Linked DNA regions of Hordeum vulgare: regions 2 and 3 are each linked to region 1. The links are chromatin contacts, called in public Hi-C maps. All regions are on one chromosome and are shown on one strand. Each heading gives the region's core, a stretch centred on a gene start, on an enhancer-like site or on the middle of the called end of the contact. The rest is flanking DNA. Distances are from core to core; before and after follow the strand shown. Region 1 holds the start of LOC123442915 (2-oxoglutarate-Fe(II) type oxidoreductase hxnY). Region 2 holds the start of LOC123442916 (transcription factor MYBS3-like). Region 3 has its middle 27 kb from the start of LOC123445821.

Region 1 (3,428 bases), core at 427-2,926:
CTTTCGGCAAAAACCTCATCCATGAATTCCTGGCTTATCCCATGATCCAGCACATAGAAGAAGCCTGAATCCAAGCATGCCTAAGAAAAAAATATGGAATATATTTTTAAGAAACAATATGGTCCAAAGCTATTAGAAGAAACAGAGCTACCAGCATATTAACCACGTTCATATAACATACGGTTGCATTATGGCATTCTTAGTGGCCCATTTCTTGCACTTTCTGATATGTAATGCAATAACAGAACAAGACCATAGTTTGCGATGAATGAAATTTTAGACGATGGTGAACTATAGTTATTTAAGAGAGTAAGTGACAGGAAAACATGGCACATATATAATGGTATTGGAAAGTAGTTCATAGCTCAAGTAGAAAATTATTATTCCCAAAATGAAATCCTTACTGCATGGGTTACTTTGGCTATCTACTTCTAGAACAGGGATGATGATAGTAGGAGTTCAGTAATAACGACTGATGTCTTACTGTAACAGGCACACATGTCCCTTTTCAGAATATATGCATTTTTTATATGCAAGAGGACAAGCCTGGCATAATCAGGATACTATTTGAAAATGCACGCTACTGCAAATCGTTTTTACATGTATTTCTAAGACTCCACCTAAAAGGACAGACCCAGTGCTAGAAGCTCCCACACCAGCAGGGTGGGGGTCTGGGGAAGGAGTATACGAGGCAAGCCTTGCCCCTGCACATTTCAAGACTCTAACTAATAAATAGAAATTTAAATGCCGTCCACGTCCTTGGGGACAAAATTGGACTTTTCTTGAAACACAACAAATCTTAACAAACTGTAAGAGATGGCAGGTCACTCTAGGTCACTTCCCATTGACAAGCCTTGGTCTCCGAAAGCAGAATGCTCAAACATAGATCATGTAAACGAGGTCAGAGCAACAACTGAAATATGACGAGTACAATTCAATACTGCTATTGTGTTCAATAAACAATAACCAACACTACCGAAAAAAAGCAGAGAGGCCAGGCTCATTGCTTTTGCTGAACTTTTTTGCTAACCACTTCTGTCTTCCTCTTCTATATTGACTGCAACCCAACCTCGCTAGCCTGCCTTGTGAACAAGCAGATTCCTACCTCTTTCCTCTTCTGTTTTCTCTCTCTCTCTCTCTCTCTCTTTTTTGACGAACATGCTGTATGAAATAAACTATGCATATATACAGCTAATAGCCCCAAAAAGGTGGCACATGATCGAGCCGTGGCCGACTTTCGGGAGAATCTGGGGAAAGAAAGCTACTCTAACAAGCTTTCCGCCGTTGATGCGCCGCCCAGGGACCAAAATTCCCCGCGGCTAAATCAAGAAACGAACCTGCTTGAGGAGCGCGACCGATCTCTGGGTGTCGGGGTCCGCCAGGCTGATGCAATTCAGTCTCGTCCTCGATGTCGAGCTCTCCATGCCGCCGCCGCCGCCGCGCTTTCCCCGCCCCCACCGCTTAATTAATCCCCTGCCTGCAGCTGGTGATGTGATCGGCCGCTAGCGTAGACTGGGCGCGACTCCCTCCTTTGTTTGGATGCGCCCAGGGTCAGAGGTGGCTGGCTCGGTGGGTCGCCGAATTGGCGCCGGCGGGGCGATTTATAGGGCGGAGGCTGGAGGTTGGTGGAATTTGGAAGAAGGTTTGCCAGGGCAAAAAAAGCGAGGCCACCTTTCTCTTGGTGGCTGCGGAGGGCCAAGAAAAAAACAATGCGATTCCTTTTGTATGGACAACTATTTGTTTTTCATTTGAGCACTTTATATGCTTTTGCTGATGCTGATGCTGATGCTGATGCTGACTCATTGATGTCATCCGAATCTAATCGCCTCGTCGAGTGGACGGATGGGTCGCGTTTGATGGAAGGGAATTTTCCCTGGTCTTTCCTTCGCTCGATCGAAGAGGACGGGTCAAAGAGAATCACAAAAGAGTCGGCAATCATCTTCGTGTTCGCCTTGACAATATTCACATCTGAATTTGTCCTTTTGGTTTCTCAATGTATATTTACATTTTTTTTTCCAGAATTTTGGAAACAATTAAAATTGATTGAAGCATAGGGAGCATATCAAGGATGGAAACACCTGATATTTTCCATGTACGCTCATTTTCTATAAACATGAAGCATCTCAAGGATGGGAACACTTGATATTTTTCATGTACACTCATTTTTTATAAACGCATACACGCACATTCTATTGTATAAGATATTTGAGCGGCCAAGTCGATATATTATCTTAAAATTAACGAATTCAGTACATACGCCGTTGTAGTTAACGGAAACGTCTTCTCTCGCTGAATGCACATTACCGGAAGGACCAGAATAAATTCAGTTAATTGCATGGAGGTATCAAAAATGGGACAATACGTGTAGATTGGTACCAATACTTGTAATCTTCATATGTCAGTACCAACTTTGGGACAGCCTGTTGCAAAAAACGCTAAACTCGTTGTTTATATGTATTGACGCCCTTTTTGACCGATTAGGCCCGGCAGTCAGGTGCCACGCTGGCGTATCGGCGCGTGCCCTCGCACTGACGAGGACGAGTCCGGCCCGGTCACTCTTAGCCAGGTTCGGTCGAACCGTTTCGTCTAGCCCCCTCGCACCCGCACCTCTCCCCTCAAACCTTATCTCTCCCGATAGGCAATGGCGTCCGCGACTCCGACACGTGACGGCCATGGCGTCAGCGACTGTGGCACACTGCGGCGACGAAGACCTCCCGCTTCGGTTATGGTGCATCAGGGGGAATCGACGGCGGTGGCGACGATGACGACTCCAACTCTGTGTACACGACCGACGACGACGATTTTTCGAAGCCGGCGCTGTCGACGAGCAGCGGTTGCGGATGGCGAACCCTAGCTGCAGCCAAGATTGGACACATGGAATCGGCGTGTACTGTAAGTGTTCCTAATCTTCCCCTCTTTTCTGATTTTAAATAGGGGATTAGGGTTTGTCATTCCAATTAGGCTTTCGAAATTATGTTTTGTGATCCTAAATTGTGCATTAGGCCTAGGGCTGATTAACTAATTTTTTACTAACTAGGTTAACTAAAATTAGGTTTATTGAAATTATTAACAAAATTTCTTAACTATGAACATACTTATAGTTAAATGAAATTGTTTAGTGTGAACATAATTTTAAAATTTAATGCTTGTGTTCTGTCAAGCCATAATGTGAGTTAGGGTACTCAATACTAGCATTTTCCTTTGTTTTGCATATGGTATTATTACCTAAAATTGTGTAGTAGGCCAACCTTTAAATTCTTTAATTTTCTGTGATACTAAACTTTGATATTTCTTGGGTTTCTAGTTTAAATGAAGACATTTGGGAGGTTAGGATCCATTTTGATGCTCAAGAAGCTTTGGTTAGGAAGCTCAACACTTCAGATGTTACTTATCTTAACATAGTTGCACTGATGCAAACAAAGGGATTT
Region 2 (3,428 bases), core at 632-3,131, 200 kb after region 1:
CATGTGCTGACCCTTCCCATCCAACCAACACATATGTGAACTTTAGATGAAAGTCAACAGAGCAAGCACATTCTGGCATGTGTAGTGCTTTCTACCCATGTATGTTGTTGACTGTGACATCGGCACTCTGGCAGTGACATTAGTACCATTTATTGACCCAATGCAATCCTGAAAATGGTAATACAAGATAGTATTATGGTTATAGCCAAACAATACAAGCATATCAAGCCATGCACTACATACTTTCACTGCTTACCTTGAAGTATGGATACCATATTGGGCTTGTTTGAATCTTGGTAGGATTCCGGTCAACCTGATAATCTCCTCTGAGCTCCCCAACATCATAGATCACTTTTGCGAAGTACTTCGAAATGGTCTCCATTGATCTCCTGAAGGTGTTGTGCATAACCATGAACCTCTAGTTATGACCAACAACATGGAGGAACATGTCCACTTGCTCTTCCACACTGGTGTGGGTGCTATCTTGTAGCATCCCCATGCTCCTGAATGTCTCGACAAGCCTGGCAAATGGTGCTCATTTCATTCTTACCATCCACAGAGCCTATGTATCGTTGCAGTTGCAGATATAGTTCATATTCGTCATCCTCTCCTGATGCGAATACGCATTGGATCATAAGTGATAACATGCCTCTCACCACGACGAACAACTCTCTTGTGCATGAACATGATCCATGCCTTAAACACAACTATTAGTGCTGCAACATGAACTACCAGCTTCATGTGTGCGTCCATAACCTAGTCGACATCGATGGTGTGTTGAGCAATGAGGAAAGCAATCCTACACCTTGCCTAATGGCCTAACATAGGGGGGAGGGGGTGTTGCTTACCGACATCGCAGAAGACGACGACGAAGGGACGGGGGGGGGGCATAGTTGAGTCAAGGACGACCGCGGTGGCCAACAGGGAGGGGAGCAACAACTCCTGTTGCGGGAGAGTCTCCATCTGTGTCTGCCGCCTCCGACGCATCATCTTGCGCAGATATGAGTCGCCGCCGTTGTCGGTGATGAGGCTAGAGGAAGTGTGTGTCCTGGAGGTAGTGGTGACAGAGTAAATTGGGGGAGGGGGAGGGGGGAGGGGCGAGGCTAGATTTGGCGTCGTCATGCCGCGGCCGATTTCCATTTCCCGCCATCCCCACTCGATTTCGGATTGCTCCCGAGCATGCGAGCTGCGTCCCCTTTACGCCATGCTCAGTGTGACTTGTTGAAACTGTCGATTCGAGGATTTTCAGTGAGTCATGCTCAAAGCTGCTTTAAGTTTACTGTCAATGAGAACCAGCCCATCCTGTATGAAATCAAACATGTTCTTTTTGACCTAACTCGATCTAATTAAATGTACGTGGGCCACCAAACACGTCCATATAGTTTGCACCGAGTGAGTGTGCGTAAGCTTAAAATAAACATTGGTCGCCTTTTAGCAAGTTACGATAAGAGCAAGTACAATAAGGTACACTCAGCAGACTGTAAGGATTAAAATACTATATTTTTGCCGAGTTGTATGATAGAGAAGAGGAGAGAGAAGGGAAGCGGGCTCTTCGTGAAGAGCTAGCTCTAGCACGTGCTCCTAGGTGTTTTGTGAGAATGAAAGGTGGGTCATATATGATAAAAGTAATACTCTTTTATAGCTAACTATTGTACAAGCTAGCTATAAGGTGGGCTATAAGATGGCTTATAGCCAGCAGTTGGCTATACTATTAACCATGCTCTAAAGATAGAGAAAAAGCACACGCGAGCTCCTCGGATACCGCCGCAGGGCGGAGTGGTTGTGTACAAGTGGAGTTTACCGCCATCCATCCGTTAAAAAAGGATGGCCGTTCTTGTCATTTCGTCCCAAGCCTCAACCTCTCTCTCAATAAATACCCAGAAATATCGCCACCTCTCCCTCTCTCTCCGGAGAGAAGGAAGGAACTGAGCGCGCACGGCGACACATCTGGCGGCACGCTTCCTTTGGCCCCCAGCGCTCCTCGTACGCACGCACGCACGCACGAACACGCACAGCGGCGCGGTCGCCGGCGGTGGGGATGACGAGGCGGTGCTCGCACTGCAGCAACAACGGCCACAACGCGCGGACCTGCCCCGCCCGCTCCGGCGGCGGCGTCAGGCTCTTCGGCGTGCACCTCACGTCGCCGCCGGTGGCCGCGATGAAGAAGAGCGCGAGCATGAGCTGCATCGCGTCGTCGCTCGGGGGCGGCGGGTCCGGGGGCTCGTCCCCGGCCGCGGGGCCGGGGCCCGGCGGGGTCGCCAGGGGAGGGGGCGAGGGCGCGCCGGGGTATGTCTCCGACGACCCCATGCACGCCTCCTGCTCGACCAATGGCCGTGCCGAGCGCAAGAAAGGTACTGCTAAGATCTTCCGTCAATGGCTTGCTTGCTCGTATCTTGATTACGATCTCCTCTGCTTGAATGAGTGAAATGCTGTAGAACATTCACCACTCTTTAAACGCTCTTCTCCTTGAATTACCTCCGTGAGCGAGCTAGGAAAATGGCGTCTTGGTTTCCTGCCATTGGCGCATCTGTTTGCTTCTGGTTAACTCATCGCCTTCAGGTGCATCTACCTACCGCGGCGCCTCATGCAGCGCTTAGCCTTAGCGGTATGATGAATAAAATAAAACCTCCAGTTAGTAGAGGAAAGAGCTTGTCGTCTCCCCTAATTATTTAGTGTTTTTAATCTCTAATTATTTAGTTAGTTTGCTCCAAATTATGTACTATATTGTTTCAGGTACCGCATCTTGTGTACTATAGAAAACATAATTTTTTAGGTGAATCGTATAGTTTACCCTTCTTCTTTTTAGTTCCTCGTATACTTTCGCTTCTCTGAAGATTCATATGCAACCAAGATGCCATACTAATGATAAGCAAATCTCCTTTAAATAATAGAGTAAACATCAAAGCGCGCGAAGTCCCAGTTCCATTGAAGAAACCAACAAGCGCTCCAAAAATTCTCTATTTTTTGTTCTTCCTACATAAGCAAATTATTTTTGAATGGATGTCAATAGTTTGAACACATGCTCAGAATTTGTCCGCTGATACCATTGTTTCCATGCGATATTTATGAACCGTCCAGAATGGCCGACACAAATCAACTTACCTCCACATCTTTTCTCACCTGATTAATAACTTACCTCCACATGTGCATCACAAGGCCTCTGTAGATCACATTGCGGGGCGACAGTGACTGGCCACGAATAAAAGAGCCCCACAAGTCCCGCCCTGATGTCTCTTTGACCTTTATTTAATCACCTGATCCTAAAAGAATCTAGCCATATTAATTTCCAGCTGGTTTGACCAGTCCTAGATGTTTGCAGTGATATGCTATTCTATTGTATGATTGTACTCCCGCCCTGGGGTACTTTATTATTGGCACTTGGCTTCAAAGGGACTGTAGGAGCCAAGTGCCCTTTTAGTTGCTTACTT
Region 3 (3,428 bases), core at 494-2,993, 140 kb after region 1:
TTAAGCAAGCATTTAAAATATGCTAAATGTGTATAAAAATATTGATCATGTATAAAATAATAAATCTTGTGTGTAAGGAATGTTAATCAAGCATTTAGTATATTAAAATGTCTATAAAAACATGTTAATGATGTATAAATACTGTTATTTTATTATTTCAAAAATGTTAATCAGTAATTTAGGAATTTTTAAAATTTTATAGAAAACCTATTGAACAGGTATTTAAAATAACTTAAACTTATATTTAAAATTGAACGATTATTAAAAATATATTTTTTATGTACACAAAAATGTTGAACGAAAACCAAAAGAAACAAACAATAAAAACAAAAGAAAAATCTAAAAAGGAAAGAAGAATAAAAATAATGAAGAAATAAGTGCAAATAAAAAGCAGTAAAAACCATGAAATAAATAAAGAAAACTAGTAAAAATAGAAATCAAAGAAACCCAATGAAGAAACAATAGAGAACCGAAAAAAAAAAACAGAAACAGACCAGGCAGTATGTCCACAGAGCAAGGCGAGTGATCTGAGCTAACGAAGCGAGCGAACGACCTATGCTAATGGGCAGGCGCGACATCCGTGTTCAGGCTAGAGGAATGCTATACTCGCAGTAAACGAGATATAGCATTCCGGCCTAGTACGAGGCAGCGTTGGATGCACAAAATCACTAATTGAGGAATATTTTTTTTGAAAATCATTCCCATCTTTCCAGGATGAGATAAGTGGCACATAATAAGTGATACACTAATGTGTACCACTTGTCACAACCTGGAAGTTTTTTTTTATAAATCCGTTATTTTTAAAATGCTTTATCTTTTAAACCATGCATCCAAATCTTAAGCAGTTTTCATCGTTGAATTATTTTGATCGAGATTTTCAAGACTAGATCATTTGTTGATAGGTTTTAACATACTTTTTTAATAAAAAAAAGACGAAAAATTATGCCTCCTGCGGAAGGAAAATAAAAGGAAAGCACATTTTTTTCGTTTTCGGGAGGCACGAAAATGCCTCTGTAGAAGCAAAACCGTGTCTCACACGAAATAATTAAAAACATAGAACAAGTTTTCTTTCATTTTTGAGAGGCATTCGCGAAAACAAATTCGTGTCTCTCGCGAAAGAAAAATCATGCCTCTCACGAATAAAAACAAAAAATAGGTGTTTTCATTTCTGAGAGGCACGGACGTGCCTCACACGAAGAAAACATAGAAAAAGATTTTTTTTAGTAGCATGGTCGTGCCTCTCGCGATAGCAAATCCGTGTCTCTCAAGAAAAATATAAAAAATATTTTTTTCCATTTTCGAGAAGTGCGATCATGCTTCTTGCAAAATTAAGATTGTGCCTCTCGCGAAGGAAAAAACCATGCTTTTTGAGCATTGGAAAAAAAATCACGTTTTTTTTGCGTCAAAAAGGTTTTTGATTTTTTTTCGTCCAAAAGCTAAGAAAAATGATGAAAAACCAGAACACCAAAAAACCCCCATAAAAATCCACCTTAAAAACAGAAAACATGTGTGAACAAAATAAAAAAAAACAGAGGAAAACACTTAGGACGCAACACGTGGCGGTGGCTGAGAATGCGTCACATAACGGAACATGGAAGTGATCGTTGGGAGGCTCTCGAAGAAATGTTCGCCAACTAGTTTTTCTCTGGGACACAACGAAAGAAATCCTTTTACTGGGATGAGGCCTATGTACCATAGCGTGTACGCGAAAGAGGTATCTCGCCCTGGAATTCTCTATTTGCCGCTTATTACGTCGAACTGCCGGCGCTTCGCACACGCGAGCAATCGAGCAGCGATACGGTGGTCGCCCCTCTGTGAAAATGTGTATATTTCCCTTTTTGAAAATTTTGTTTGGATTTTCAAAACTTGTTGGGAAGGTTATTTAAATATTATGTGGAACTTCAAAAAATGTGCCCGTGTTAAAAATTGTTAAAATGTAAATGTTTCAAAAAATATCCCCGCTTCAAAAATTGCTCAAAAATCTCTTTTTATTTTTCTTTTCAGCTATATTTTAATTTATTTTGTAAATTTCATGTTTTGAAAATTGTATGGAAACATAAAAAATATTCGTTCTTTTAAACAAATGTTCAAATTCTCAGTAATGTTATTGTTTTCAAAAAATGTTATAAATTAAAATGATGTTTGCATTTTCGAAAAACAAATTAGGAAATTTCAAAAAATATTCTCATTTTTACAAAATTGCTCAGAAGTTTTTTTTTTGAATTTTTTGAAAAGTTCAAATAATTACAGGGATTTCAACTTTTTCCTGTTTTATAAATTGTTCACAATTTTCAAAAAATGTTCTTGTTTTCACATTTTTTTCACCTAATCAAAGGTAATTTTCTATAAAAAAATATATAAATACATCAATAAAATCATGTTTTCGAAAAATGTTCGGAACTTTAGAACAAAGTTTCGGTTTCAATATTTTGTTCACCTATATATAAAATGTTCTCATGTCGAAACAATTTCAGGATTTTCCAATTGTACCCACTTTAAAAAATTTGTTCTGAATTTAAAACCTTGTCCCCGTTCTGAAGCTATTGTATATTTTTATCTTTAGAAAAAAATAAAAACGTGATCAATTTCTAATATTTGCAAACAATTTTTGAAAATAGGAATATATTTTTATCGCTAGAATATTTTCTCAATTTTGAAAAAATAAGTTGTAACATTTTACAAAAAAACAAGAAAGTTTTCTGAAAATCTAAAACATTTTTTCAAAACGATTTAAAAAAAAATTGGAACATTTTTTAAAAGCAATAACATTTTTTGAAATTGCAGAAAAGTTTTTGGATATGAACTTAGTTCAAAAAATATAAAATTATCTTGAAAAATAAAATGAAAAATAGAAGAAAAAATAATAAAAAACCATATAAAGAAAATAAAAAACCAAAAGAAGTGAACAAATACACTAGAGGGCAATTAATTGGCGAGCGCTCCTTCGGGAGCCTTCCAACGATCACTCCCACGCATCGCCAGTTGGCGCCTCAGCCACCATCTCGTGTCATGTTCTAAGCATTCCGTTTGAATTTATTTTTTATATCTGTGCACGTGTTTTTTGCTCTTTAGGAGGGTTTTCTCATGTTTTTTTGTTTCAGTTTTCCACTGGTATTTCTTAGCGTTTGGACGATTATTTTCTTTCTTGAAAGGCACGGTTTTCTCTTGCATGAGAGGCATGGATTTACTACGTCTGCCCGTGTCTCTCGAAAACAAAAACAAAATCGCGTTTTTTCCTTCCTTGAGAGCCACAATTTTGCTCTCGTGAAAGGCACGTATTAATTTCGCGAGAGTCACGACCATGGTTCTCAGAAACGGAAAAAATAACATATTTTTTTTTATTTTGCGAAAGGCACGGTTTTACTTCCGCGAGAGGTACGGCTTGAATTCACCAGAGGCACGGGCATGCCTCTCGAAAACAGAAAAAA

Evidence for each region. Hi-C and Micro-C count contacts between places; a contact is called where the count stands out from the background.
Region 2: a Hi-C map of seedling shows a contact between it and region 1, with 2.4 times the contacts expected there. The contact joins the promoter of LOC123442916 here to the promoter of LOC123442915 in region 1. A contact is called at or near these places in 2 of 6 Hi-C or Micro-C datasets (leaf and seedling).
Region 3: a contact with region 1 is called in a Hi-C map of leaf, with 6 times the contacts expected there. The contact joins the enhancer-like site here to the promoter of LOC123442915 in region 1. A contact is called at or near these places in 6 of 6 Hi-C or Micro-C datasets (leaf, seedling and an unstated tissue) and 1 of 1 datasets of contacts at active chromatin or transcription factors (embryo).

What each region holds. Positions count from the first base shown.
Region 1 is chr3H:47,762,313-47,765,740 of MorexV3_pseudomolecules_assembly, forward strand. LOC123442915 (2-oxoglutarate-Fe(II) type oxidoreductase hxnY) reads right to left here and starts at 1,677. Exons shown (of 11, transcript XM_045119096.1): 1 at 1,338-1,677; 2 at 1-80. The coding sequence starts at 1,424.
Region 2 is chr3H:47,960,478-47,963,905 of MorexV3_pseudomolecules_assembly, forward strand. It overlaps LOC123442916 (transcription factor MYBS3-like), which reads left to right and starts at 1,882. Exons shown (of 3, transcript XM_045119100.1): 1 at 1,882-2,351. The coding sequence starts at 2,039.
Region 3 is chr3H:47,900,893-47,904,320 of MorexV3_pseudomolecules_assembly, forward strand. No RefSeq gene overlaps it. Among protein-coding and RNA genes, the nearest start is that of LOC123445821, 27 kb to the right of the region's middle. Within about 2 kb of position 1,744, at least 1 of the 3 cell types and tissues checked has open chromatin away from gene starts, as enhancers often do.